2 separate regions of the Gossypium hirsutum genome follow, and region 1 is linked to region 2. The links are chromatin contacts, called in public Hi-C maps. All regions are on one chromosome and are shown on one strand. The core of a region is the stretch at or near the end of the contact, and the rest is flanking DNA. Distances in the headings are between cores, read along the strand shown.

Region 1 (5,896 bases), core at 97-2,596, 260 kb before region 2:
ACTAGGGAACCAGCAGGCTCATTCTTGTCATAATAACACAACGAATTGAATTTAAGCGGCAAAGCTTGCTTATGGGTTGTTTTAAAAACAATAAAACTTTGATAATGCGATTTGAACCCTAGACTTTAAACTCAGAAGCAGAACATAGAACCACAGATATAGAAATTAATTATTACAGGTTTTTCCCAGTTAAAACTTAAAATTTTGAGGTGTTACATTTCAAATTCAACATTTTTATTTGCTTACACAGTTACATTGTTGTAATATGAGTAATGTGTGTATTTTTTTCATATTTTAAAACTATTTGATAATTCAATTAAATGGAGATCCTTTAATAGACTTATTAATTGAACTTTTTTATATCAAACTAAACTAAATTCTCAAAATTGAAAATAAAGAAACTAATTTTTTCAATGCGCAAGAAGAACAATTAATCTTCTATATCTATGTAAGTATTAAACTTTGTTGACCTCTTTTGGACGTCCGACAAAAAATTTAAATTTGGGTGGTTGGAATCAAATTATTATTCAATAATAATATTTTAATTAATTATATAAAATTTTATTAATGTGTTTAATTCGTTAAATTTTAGATTACGTTTCGTAATACGATTATGGGATGTAAGATTATGGGTAGAATGTAAGATTCATTTAGTTGAAAAGTAATATTCATGTGTTTAGTTGACAAAATGTAACATTACTTAAAATTATATATTACTCAATTGCCCATGTTATAAAATTTATCTTTTTAAAAAGCTTAGTTCATTTAATATTTTTTTAATTTCAATTTTCATAAAATTATGATAAATTTTTACTTTTTATTACAATTTTTATATTAATCAGTAAATATATGATGTGAAGATAAATTTATAAATTATAGTTATAATAATTCATGAAAAGCGATTGCAACATTAAACATAATTATATTTATGCTCATAATTAATATATTATTAAATAAATTATAATTGTAATGTATGATATTTATTAATTTAATATTAAAAATTTTTTATTTATTTGTTTTTAATTAGTTTTAAACTTTATTTAAGAAAAAAATTTAAATTAATTAAAATAATAAAAATAAAAGGTAAATTAATCCAAAAATTAATATTACTCCTGTACTCTAAAATAACTTCAAAAATAAATCGTAATGGAATTATATCCTATATTACCACTGGTTAATCAAAATATTTATAATCCAAATACTATTTCATTATAAAATAAAATATTATCAACAATAATATTACATTCGATAAATCAAACCCCTCTTCCCTAACCAGCAGTCGGTAAGATTATTTTAAACATATGTCGGATAAAGTAATAGCCATAGGATTTAGAGCCATTAGACTGAGGGTACATCTCCACCACGTGCTTTATTTGACGCTACAGAGAGCTTATCACTATCCTCCCTTTCCCCCTATATAAACGCTTACTTTGTGCTTCCCTTCACAAATTAATTCATCGCAGACAAAAGAAATGGGAGTTCAGTGTATTATGAAGAAGCCTAAAATCTTGCTGGTTCCATATCCAGCACAAGGTCATGTGAATCCCATGCTAAAGCTAGGCTTAGCTTTACTTACCCATGGGTTGCAACCCATCATAGTAACCCCTGAGTTTATTCACCGTCGGATTGTAGCCAACATGGACCTCAACGACTACCAAATGAGGTTTATGTCCATACCCGATGGCTTTTCCGGAGAAGAAGGTCCTTATGATTTCTTTTCCATCGAGAAATCTATGGAGAATATCATGCCCAACCATCTGGAGACTCTCCTTCATGAACTTGATGAAGACGACGATGGAACAGTAGTTTGTATGGTTATTGATTTATTGGCTTCCTGGGCCATTCAAGTTGCTACTCGATGTGGGATCCCTGTTGCTGGATTCTGGCCGGCTATGCAAGCTACTTACCGGTTGATCACCTCCATACCGGAGATGATCCACGCTGACCTGATTTCCGAAACTGGTAAATTTACCAACACTTGGTTTTTTTTTTCAACCTTTATTTTTATTTTTAAAAATTTAGTTTTGTTAAAATTTTTATATTAAATTTATCTATATTTTTAAAGTGAAAAATTCAATTGATAGTTAAGTAACAAAAACATTGATATTGCAATGATAAAAATAAAAATCTTTGAAAAATTTTAAATCCCAAAAGGTAAAAAATTAAATTCTTTGAAAATAAAAAGATTAAATTTTAAATATATAAAGAATATAAGGACCTAAAATATATTTTAACCTTTTTGCTTCCGTTAATGATTGACCAATACGATTCGTTTTAGTTCTCGATGATATTGACCAAAAGCACATGGGAAAATATTTTTTTTTTCCACTGCCACGAAATGGGTTGACCCAAACATAAAAATTCTTTTATTTTTCTAATGTTAAAATTTATTAATTTCGGTAGTTAAAAAAAATTGTAACTTCCAAATAATAGCAAATTATTTTTATTGTTTTATTTTTTAAAATATCATTATTCAACTTTTTTTTTATTGTTGAGAAATCTCTTGGGGCAGAACTAAATTAAATGCAAAATCCCAGTTAAAAATTTCTTTAAAATAAACTTGTGAGCCCAAAAAACTGAATGTCTGAATCAATTTGAATCACGAGTATGAGATAGATACGATTCTGGATATTTAACATGTGCCCCATGGATTCTATCAAAAGTCAAATCAAATTATTGTATTTTATTATTTTTAAATATAAAAATTTAAATATCTTTATGCTTTACTTGATAAAATAATTATTTTTGGATCAACTACATCGGGATCGAATAATAGTCGAAAAAATGGGAAACCTCTACTCATTTCAGCCCATTATAGCAAACAAGTAAATGAAATGAAGGTAATTTTGCAGGGTGTCCCCGACATGAAGGTACGGTGTCATCCCTACCGAGTCAGCCATTGCTATCAACCGAAGATCTTCCATGGCTGATCGGAACCCAAGCTTCAAGAAAAGCTAGACTCAAATTCTGGATCAGAATCTTAGATCGTTTAACATCTCTCCGGTGGCTCCTCCTCAATTCCTTTCCCCAAGAATCCATCATCCACGATGACGAATACCAAGACGACGATTACATCTCTCCACCTCACAACAATCTTATTATTTTCCCAGTCGGACCATTGCCCGAACCATCATTAACAACACCAAAGAACCCTAGCTTTTGGAAAGAAGATACCAGCTGCTTAGAATGGTTGGACCACCAAAAGCCTAACTCAGTCATCTACATTTCGTTCGGGAGTTGGGTTAGCCCCATCGGAGACGCCAAAATCAAGACCCTCGCATTAACACTCCAATCATTGAACCGACCATTTATTTGGGTCTTGGCCGAATCATGGCGTCATGGTTTACCAAATGGGTATTCAGAGACGGTTTCCAAGCAAGGCAAACTGGTTTTATGGGCGCCACAATTTCAAGTTCTGCAACATAAAGCCGTGGGGTTATATCTCACGCATTGTGGGTGGAATTCGACCATGGAAGCCATTCAATGCCGGAAACGATTGCTATGCTATCCGGTGGCCGGCGATCAATTCGTGAATTGTAAGTACATCGTTAAGGTTTGGAAAATTGGGGTGAAAGTGAAAGGGTTGGGTCAAAAAGATGTTGAAGAAGCGGTGAAAAAGGTGATGAAAGATGAAGAAATGGAGGAAAGGTTAAGGAAGATATACCATAGAACCATGGGAGAAGAGACTAGTTCTAGAGTTGCGGGTAATCTCAAGGCTTTTGTACTTGGACTTAATCAACTTCAACAAAATTCACTTCACTAAAACATGTCAAAACATTTCTATTTGTAATTTTATTAAATGATTAAAAAAAAGGGTTAATGAGGGGTATATGCTGATTTAAAGAAATTTTAGGGTTTTAAATTAATTTTTTTTAAATATTAAATAAATAGATGTTTTTGAAGGAAGTATTTTCACCTTCTTTCCTGCGGGCGGAAAGCTTAATTGCAGGAGGTGTTTTTGTCATCACTAACTATTCACCAACCTTTCATAATTCCCCTCTGTTTTTATTGATTAGACTTAAATTTCAAATTAATAATTCCTCTCTGTTCCTAAATCTGCTAGGATCTAGAAAATGTTTGTTTTCTAACCATTTTTTCTACCAAGAAAATTCCATGCTTAATCAACAATGTAATATCGAAGCATATAATGTAATTTTAATTAACGTTATTAAAATGATCAAGATTTCCACATTTAAAAAAAGAAAAAAAGAAAAAAGTAAAAACAGCTCATGTAAGGAGCGTTTTCAGCTAACGTGCTATGAGAAAATGAAATCTTCAAAAAATAACTTATTTCCTTAATTAAAATAAACTAATCTAAAACCCTATTTCTTTTAAAATCGATATATATCCCTCATTAACCCTAAAAAAAAACTCAAGGACATATATAATTATGCCTATACAATCCACCTAACTTTGCCTAAAATGTGAATATAAATGGATGTTTTATGTCTTTTAACCAAATATGTTTCCAGCCAATAGTGAGCGGGGAAAACAGTTTATGGTATGAGTTTATATATTAAAGGATGAGATACGGCACAAATTACTAATAAGTAAAATAGAAAATGTTAAAAGGAATTTCTAATAAATATTTTAAAATTTATTTAAACCTAATTAAAATTAAAATTAATTTCTTCTTTTATAATTTTCTCATCTCCTATACCAGACAAAACTAAAAAATTTTTATGATTTACTAAAATTTAGAAAATTTAAATACGAATATGGATAATCATATAAAAATTGGTCCGTTGTGGTTCTTGCAGTTATATATGGTTTCATGTTTATCTTTTTCTATTTTTTTCATTAATATTATGACAATTGTGATGCACTGATAATACATTAAATTTATGCATTTATAGTGCGTCAAATATTATATTATCTGTTAAAATATATATGTTTTTTTTCAAAAAAAAAAATACTAACCCAGTTGTGATTATAAAATAAATAAAAATCATTTCACAATAAATTTCTCTTCCTTTGCTTTAAAAAATATCAATTGGGGTTTGATCATCCTTTTCCTTAATTAGAGTATCAAACAAAAATGATTTAAGTAATTTTTGGTGTCATAAAAATATAATATATTATTTTTTAAACCTGTAATTCATAATAATCACATTAACAACAATTTCTAAATAAAAATATTAAAATTTTAATTTATCCTTTAATATCTCCTAAAAAATACTTAATTAACTTTCACTATAGTTATTATTTCCCCTCTTTATCATCTCTTTAGGTAACGTTTGGTGTTTTTTAATGTTATTATTTTAATGGAATGTGGTTTATTGAAATGTGATTGTGAGAAAAATTTATTTTACAACGTTTGATTTAGATTAGACGGTATTGAATAAAATCTTAAGAATGTACATTATCACGTTTGATTCACTAAATAATTTCCTAAGAATGGAATAAAATTTTACAAATTTACCCTTATTAAATAAAAGGTAATATTCATGTATTTAATTTTTATAATAAACTTTATTTCTTAACAAATATTTGGATTGAATATTTAATAATAAAATTTAATTGCTAACTCTTAAATTATTTTTTAATATAAAATTTTAATTGAAATAAAAATTGTTTCAAATTTTATCTTGCATATATATTTTAAAGATAATAATGCATAAATAAAACTTGTTTTGAAATAAATAAATAAAAAGAACTTGAACTCAAGTTTTGTTTTAGCTAAGAATGTAAAGCATAAGCGGTTTAAGCCGCATTTCTTGCACGGTTTAAATAGAACAATTTTACCTATATTCTACAAAAAAAGTATTTTATACAAATATAAGTTCTAAATCAAATTTGTAGTTAGAAAAAATAAAATAAGGAGAAAAAAACTTAGTTGCGAAGAATCGGTTTAAGTAATAGAGAAAATCAAGTAGTAGAAAAGAGGAGGGAGATA
Region 2 (6,124 bases), core at 1,471-3,970:
AAGGACATAGTTTGAAAATAAATAAACATAAATAATAAAAATTGAATTTGTTATGTTATTTATCGACCCACCATTTGATTGGGTATTGAACCACACTCTACATGATTCGTACTTTAGGTTGGTATGTAAGGTATTCATACATTTCTATCAGACTGCATGATGTGGGTTTGCACTATCATATAAGCAAACCTACATCGTATAAACACGCGTTAATCTTAAAATAGGGTATGTATCAAAATACATAAGAATTTACCTATAATATTATATTTATGAACAGTAATTATATCGTATAAATATATAGTTTAACCCATATGAAGGAGAGACAAATAGCAATAGTCAACAGAATTCAAAATTTACAAAATATTTAATGAAATAATTGGATGAAGCCTTGGATTTAATTAAACCTACTTCTTTTTCCTGCTGCGTAATTTAGCCGCATTTATAAACAAATACAAGATTAATATAACTTGTACATAGCTTAGCTAACAAACAGTATCACTTTTTTAAAGGTCAATAGCAACAAAATCTGTTCAAATCTTGAGATCATAAGGGATTATATTTGGACTCTTCTATTAAAAATATAAGTAAAGTAATCATTATACATTAGATTAAAGAATAATTCATCATTCTATTAAAAAATTTATCCATTTTTATTGTTAAAAGATTTTCATCATCAATAGCAACAATAGCAACAAAATATGTTCAAGTCTTGCCACAATTTGCAATTTAGCCCTTCTACTAAAAAATGAACAATTAATCCCAGTACATTAGATCAAAAAATAAATTGATCATTTTAAGAATTTTATCCATTTCTACAGCTAAAAATTGATCCTCATACATCGGCATAAGGTATACATAACATACCACAAGTCACTATCTGATTATTCAATTAGTCGCGTCAGTCTTTTTTTTTTATCAGAAGGAGCAAAATACAAAGTCATGATACATTTACCTCTTGCCACATCTTAGAGATTTTAAGGCCAATCTGAATTTTAGGTCCAATTTCTCCGCAAAAATGCAAATCCGGAGGTTCAGGCAACCCGTTTTGCAATGGAATATACAGTCATTATATGTTGGAAATGAGTATGGACTATTTTTACTTTTTACTTCATTTCTAGGGAAATTCAAATTCATGCTTTATTCATCAAACAAAGGGTAGAAGGGGAGGACTTTCATTACATTGCAATATGCTTTACACAATCTTTCTTTAAGATCAGGTACGTACAAGTGCAAGAGCCTCACCAGCTTGCAATTTCGTCGACAGCCGCAGCTTCCTGTACTCCTCGTACGTGAACGAGTTGTAAAGTCGCGGGTGGTCCGAATCCACCAGTTCCGGTGGCGGATCCACCGCTTCCTCTTCCGGTCCCAAGAGGAACGTGGCGATCGACACTCTAGTTTTCGCCTCCTTGCATTGCACTCTGTGCTTCACCGTGTGTAACCTTCCATTGCTCCATACCTGAATCAGAATCAACAAGATTACGACACGAGAATACACGAACTGCCACATCTAAAGAAAGGGATGATTAGCTCACCGTGGCCATATCCCCAAGATTGACAAGGAGGCTGCCAGGCAAGGGATCAACAGCTACAAATTCACCAGATTTGTCCATCACTTCAAGTCCACCAACATTCTCATCGTCTTGAAGTATTGTTAAGAAGCCAGAATCAGTGTGTAATTGGACCCCAGCCGAGCCTACAGATTGAGGGGTGAAATGGTACTTATTTATCCTAAATTGGCAAGGCCATTCCTTGCAGTAATCACCCTTCAATCCCATACTCTCTGCTATTTTTCCACCTATATCCATGATTACCTCATGTATTGCTTTAGCATACTTCTCTACTGCGTCTCTGGGTCAATATAAATCAAACCGAATTTCATTTGAACATGTCGAATCATATGAACTTCAAATTGGGTATTCAAAATCTAAAATCGAACAAGAACAATCCCATGTAGACAAAATCAAAAGGAGGGGGGGGGCAGACCTTTGTGAAGGAGAGGCATCCAACTGAGAGCAGAAGGTATGAATAGCCTGGGAGGAGGCCATATCATAGAGACCCAATGCTTCATAAAGAGGGTTTTTAGGACTGGGAGCCCAATAACCACTGCCGGCAATGACATCGACGTTGTTTTGCTTGATTTGGATGGGGAGGTCAAGCAATGATCTCACAACTTTCTTCATTTCCTGCATCAATTCAAAAGGGATGTTGTGGTTGACTACCCTGAAACAACCCCATTCTTCAGATGATCGCCTTAGTTTCTCATACTGTGCTGGAAAATCTGAAAGATCAATGGTTGGAATACTCTGGGTTTTATCCATTTTTTTTTTCACTCACTTTCCTCTGCTTATTTCAATTCTTCATATGGGAACTGATAATAGCTTTTATATATTATAAGGGTTATTAAGTATTGTTGAGCCTTGGTTAATGCTGAAAGTGGGGGATTGAGCTAGCAGCAACGGGACAGCTTTTAGCTTCTTCTTCCGACAAAGTGAGGCAATTTACCAAGAAAAAACAAGGAAATCCACGACATTGTGTTTGGATTGAAAGCAATGGCAAATTGGCAATGGTATACAAAGATGGAGATGAGTCCAAAAAGAAGAAAGAAAATAATAATAATAATAATGGGTGTAAGTGCATGATCCAAAACCCAATCATGTTTTTCACGTTTCCATTTTCTGGTAAGATATTTTGCCAAACCAATACGCAACTCAAAGATAAGAGTTATGTTTCAACAAAAGCCGTGTTTATCGGTATATAAGAAAGAAAAAAAAAATTCAAACATCCAATTAAGTGCCAGCCAGCAAACTGTTCTTTTTAAGAAATCAAATTCAACTTATAATTTTTTTAATATAATATTTAAAATTACTAATAATTCATTCTAAATTTTAAGTAGAAGAATAATATATTTTAATACACTTGAACTCAAGTCCTTTTACTTAAGTAATAATGTTGATGTCAACTAAATTAAAGCTTAAAACTATTTAGTAATATTTTTTAAAAGTACTAAAAAAACACTTTTAAATAAAAGCTAAAATTTTTTGTCAAAAAATATTTTTTCAAAGAATTTTTTTTTGTCTTTTTACTTAAAAGTGTTTTTTTGTTCCAAATATGCTTCTAATAATGCTAAACTGACTTTTAGTTTAACATTACTTCTCAAAAGTGTTTAGGGGTCAAAAGTGTTTTTGTCAAAACAATATTAAACAGATAACTTCCAACATCGAAAGTGTTTTTGAAAAATACTTTTGAATTTTTTTTAACTTTTGCTTTTGGCAAAAGTATTTTTAAAAATAAAAGATAATTTTAACTATTATAAAATATTTTATATAATATTTATATATATAATTACCTTACTATTGAAATTTATTTTAAATATATAATATTATATATTTAAATTTTTATTGATTATATTTTAAATGTTAAAATATAATTTATATATTCAAATTAAATTTTATAAAAAATTAGTATTAATTGTTTAAAAAATATTTAAAATTTATATTTTATATATTAAAATATTAAAAAATTATTTTTATATTCTTACTAAACTATCATAATATTAACTAAAAATACATATTTGTTACATTATTATCACCATGTCTAAAATAAACATTTTATTTTTCAAGAGTAATTTTTAAAATTATTTTTTCACAACACTTTTTAACTATCCTAAGACTCAATAGACAGCATACAACATTTATTATAAAAAATCTAGCAATTCATACTAATAGGTGATCAAATTAATCAAACTATCCATTTCTAATCTAATCAAATTTTCTAATTTAATTAAATAATTTATAAAAAAATAATCATCGATTTAACCACTAATTTAACCAATAATCTGTTCATACCCTTCATAAATCATCATTCTGTTCAACCCTTACTCCAAATTATAGCCCGATCAGTCCGGTGTTGTTCTAAAAAGAGTGCCCTAACCTCGAAGCACTCGGGAGACGTTAATATTGAACCACCCAAACTCTATTTCAAACTATAATACTGAAACATAACTCAAATCCACCGCTAGAATGATATAAATACAATCTCAACACAAAATACCATGAAAAAAGTACGAACAAATACCCAAAGCCAATTCTCAACACGAGATTTAAAAACCAGTTTTCTGGCATTCATTCTACAAGATACAAGTTCCATGCTAAACACAACAAAATTAAGCAAATTCTAGCTTCCTTTTCTGTATGTATAGAACAGTGAGAATACACTTCAATGGTGCCTACCTCTACCTGGCTTCAATTCTTCTTTAGGTCAGATGAGCAAAAAATTGTGGGAAAGACGAAAACAGGTTGATCTTCTAGAAAGGCTAATGCAATCGTATCAAAGATAATTAAGCTGCTTTCTGACGAACAAACCGCTGTAAACTTTTCGGCATTTCAGTTTCCGGATTGGTTTTCTGCTTCTTTCTAGACCTTTCATGTTCCTGTATTTGCTGTTCCAAGAACGGTTTCTTGGCTCTTTCAATCATCTCTTGTCTCTTCTTTGCTCTCTTACTCGGCTTGTTCCTTCCCTTTGTTTTCTTTTTAAAGTCGGTATCCTTTGCAGTTTCAATGGCAGCTTCCATTTCAGCTTCTATCTCCTTCTTCGTTGGCTTCTCTTTCTTTTGTGGTGCTCTCACTGTACCAACCTTGGTTGGGTCCAACATTATTGTTTCGGGTGGAAGCTTGTCGAGCAGAGAGTGCACTTCCTTCTCTCGCCTCTGTTTAGATGTTTCGAATGGGTTTGCCACCCAAGAATCAAAGTTGGGTTCCCCGGATCCTGGAATAAGAATACTAGACCAACCCATGGAGTGTCCTATCCCCAAAACATCTTCATACGGTCGAAACAAAACTTTCCCTACCTGGTAACCTTTAGCCATAGAATGAGTCATATAACTATTATAATTCTGAGATCCAGAAAAATCAGCTAAAATTTTTATAAATGATCCAGTTCCGGCAGCAAGCAAGCCTTTCTGACTGAAATTCAAGGTCTTTGCATGACCTGGCATTGTTTGAATAACCTCAAACTTCCTCAAGTCCCAAATCTTGATTTTATTTTCTTTACCAGATGTAGCCATGAGATGCCCATTTGGATGGAACGCCAATGATGAGACAGGTCCAGGATGGCATAGCATCTTTACAAGTGGGACAGAACTGGTGGGCTTCCACATGGTTACTGTACCACTAGAATGACCCAATGCAACAACTCCGTTAAATGGATTGACCTGCATAACATCAGTGCGGCCTAAACCAGTCCGGAAATTGCCTACCATCTCACCCATTGTAACATCCTGATAATGAAGCTGCCCAAATTTGTTTATTGATGCCAAGAGGAAGTGGTTTTTCAGAAACTGGAGTCTTAGTACTGCACCGTGTTCCTGAAAAAAATCTTTTAACTCAGTCTGCTTAATGCATCAACAGTAAACTTCACAACCAAGAAAGAATGAATTGCTAACAATGAACTCAAACCCCGAAATAGCCAAAGGATTTTGGTAGCTTATTCAAAGAATCATGATCTGATTTAATGAGCCCATGAATTATCTAAACTGCAGAATAAACAGCTAGGCCCAATAATTATCTAAACCACAGAATAAACAGTAGCCTCATACTTCATAAGCTTGGGCATGCAACAGAGAAACAGAAAAGGATAATACGGGCTAAAGAGAAGAAATTTTTAAGTTTCTAGGAGAACAGTGTAAGCTATAGGGTAAAGGGAGCTGGAACAACAAGTTCAGGTATAATTCAAACCTCACCAAAGCTTTTAATCTTCTTACAGTTTAACAAAGAAAAATATAAAAAAAATAGGTGAAACAGAATAGCAATTTAACTAGTTTCTAGAAGATGATACATGACTTAACACCATGCACATAGCAGCTAATTAAGTAGCAGTGTTCATAGAAAGGTACACTGACCTTTAAACAATGGAGCTCAGTTCCACCACGATTATAAATATAAGGGTACCTACAATAATAAGCACCTTAGCTGCATTACTCCAATAAAGCTCTGAAGGGCTGTCATTAGCAGCATGTATTTTTCATACTGATGACATAATAATGGAAATATGGCAACATTAATAGATGGAACATAAATTTTAAATAGGTATAACTGATGAAGATAAATGATTTGCTTCCATAAGACAG

Evidence for each region. A called contact is a pair of places that touch in the nucleus more often than the background predicts.
Region 1: a Hi-C map of leaf shows a contact between it and region 2, with 2.3 times the contacts expected there. The contact joins the promoter of LOC107948556 here to the promoter of LOC107948552 in region 2. A contact is called at or near these places in 5 of 34 Hi-C or Micro-C datasets (callus and leaf).

The regions. Positions count from the first base shown.
Region 1 is chrA07:85,296,293-85,302,188 of Gossypium_hirsutum_v2.1, reverse strand. It overlaps LOC107948556 (UDP-glycosyltransferase 82A1), which reads left to right and starts at 1,346. Exons shown (of 2, transcript XM_016883143.2): 1 at 1,346-1,962; 2 at 2,853-3,829. The coding sequence starts at 1,473. The coding sequence ends at 3,763.
Region 2 is chrA07:85,041,664-85,047,787 of Gossypium_hirsutum_v2.1, reverse strand. LOC107948552 (2-oxoglutarate-dependent dioxygenase DAO) reads right to left here and starts at 2,720. Exons shown (of 3, transcript XM_016883139.2): 1 at 1,984-2,720; 2 at 1,533-1,848; 3 at 1,112-1,456. The coding sequence starts at 2,318. The coding sequence ends at 1,214. It overlaps LOC107948551 (probable U3 small nucleolar RNA-associated protein 7), which reads right to left. Exons shown (of 7, transcript XM_016883138.2): 6 at 5,897-5,945; 7 at 3,999-5,362. The coding sequence ends at 4,337.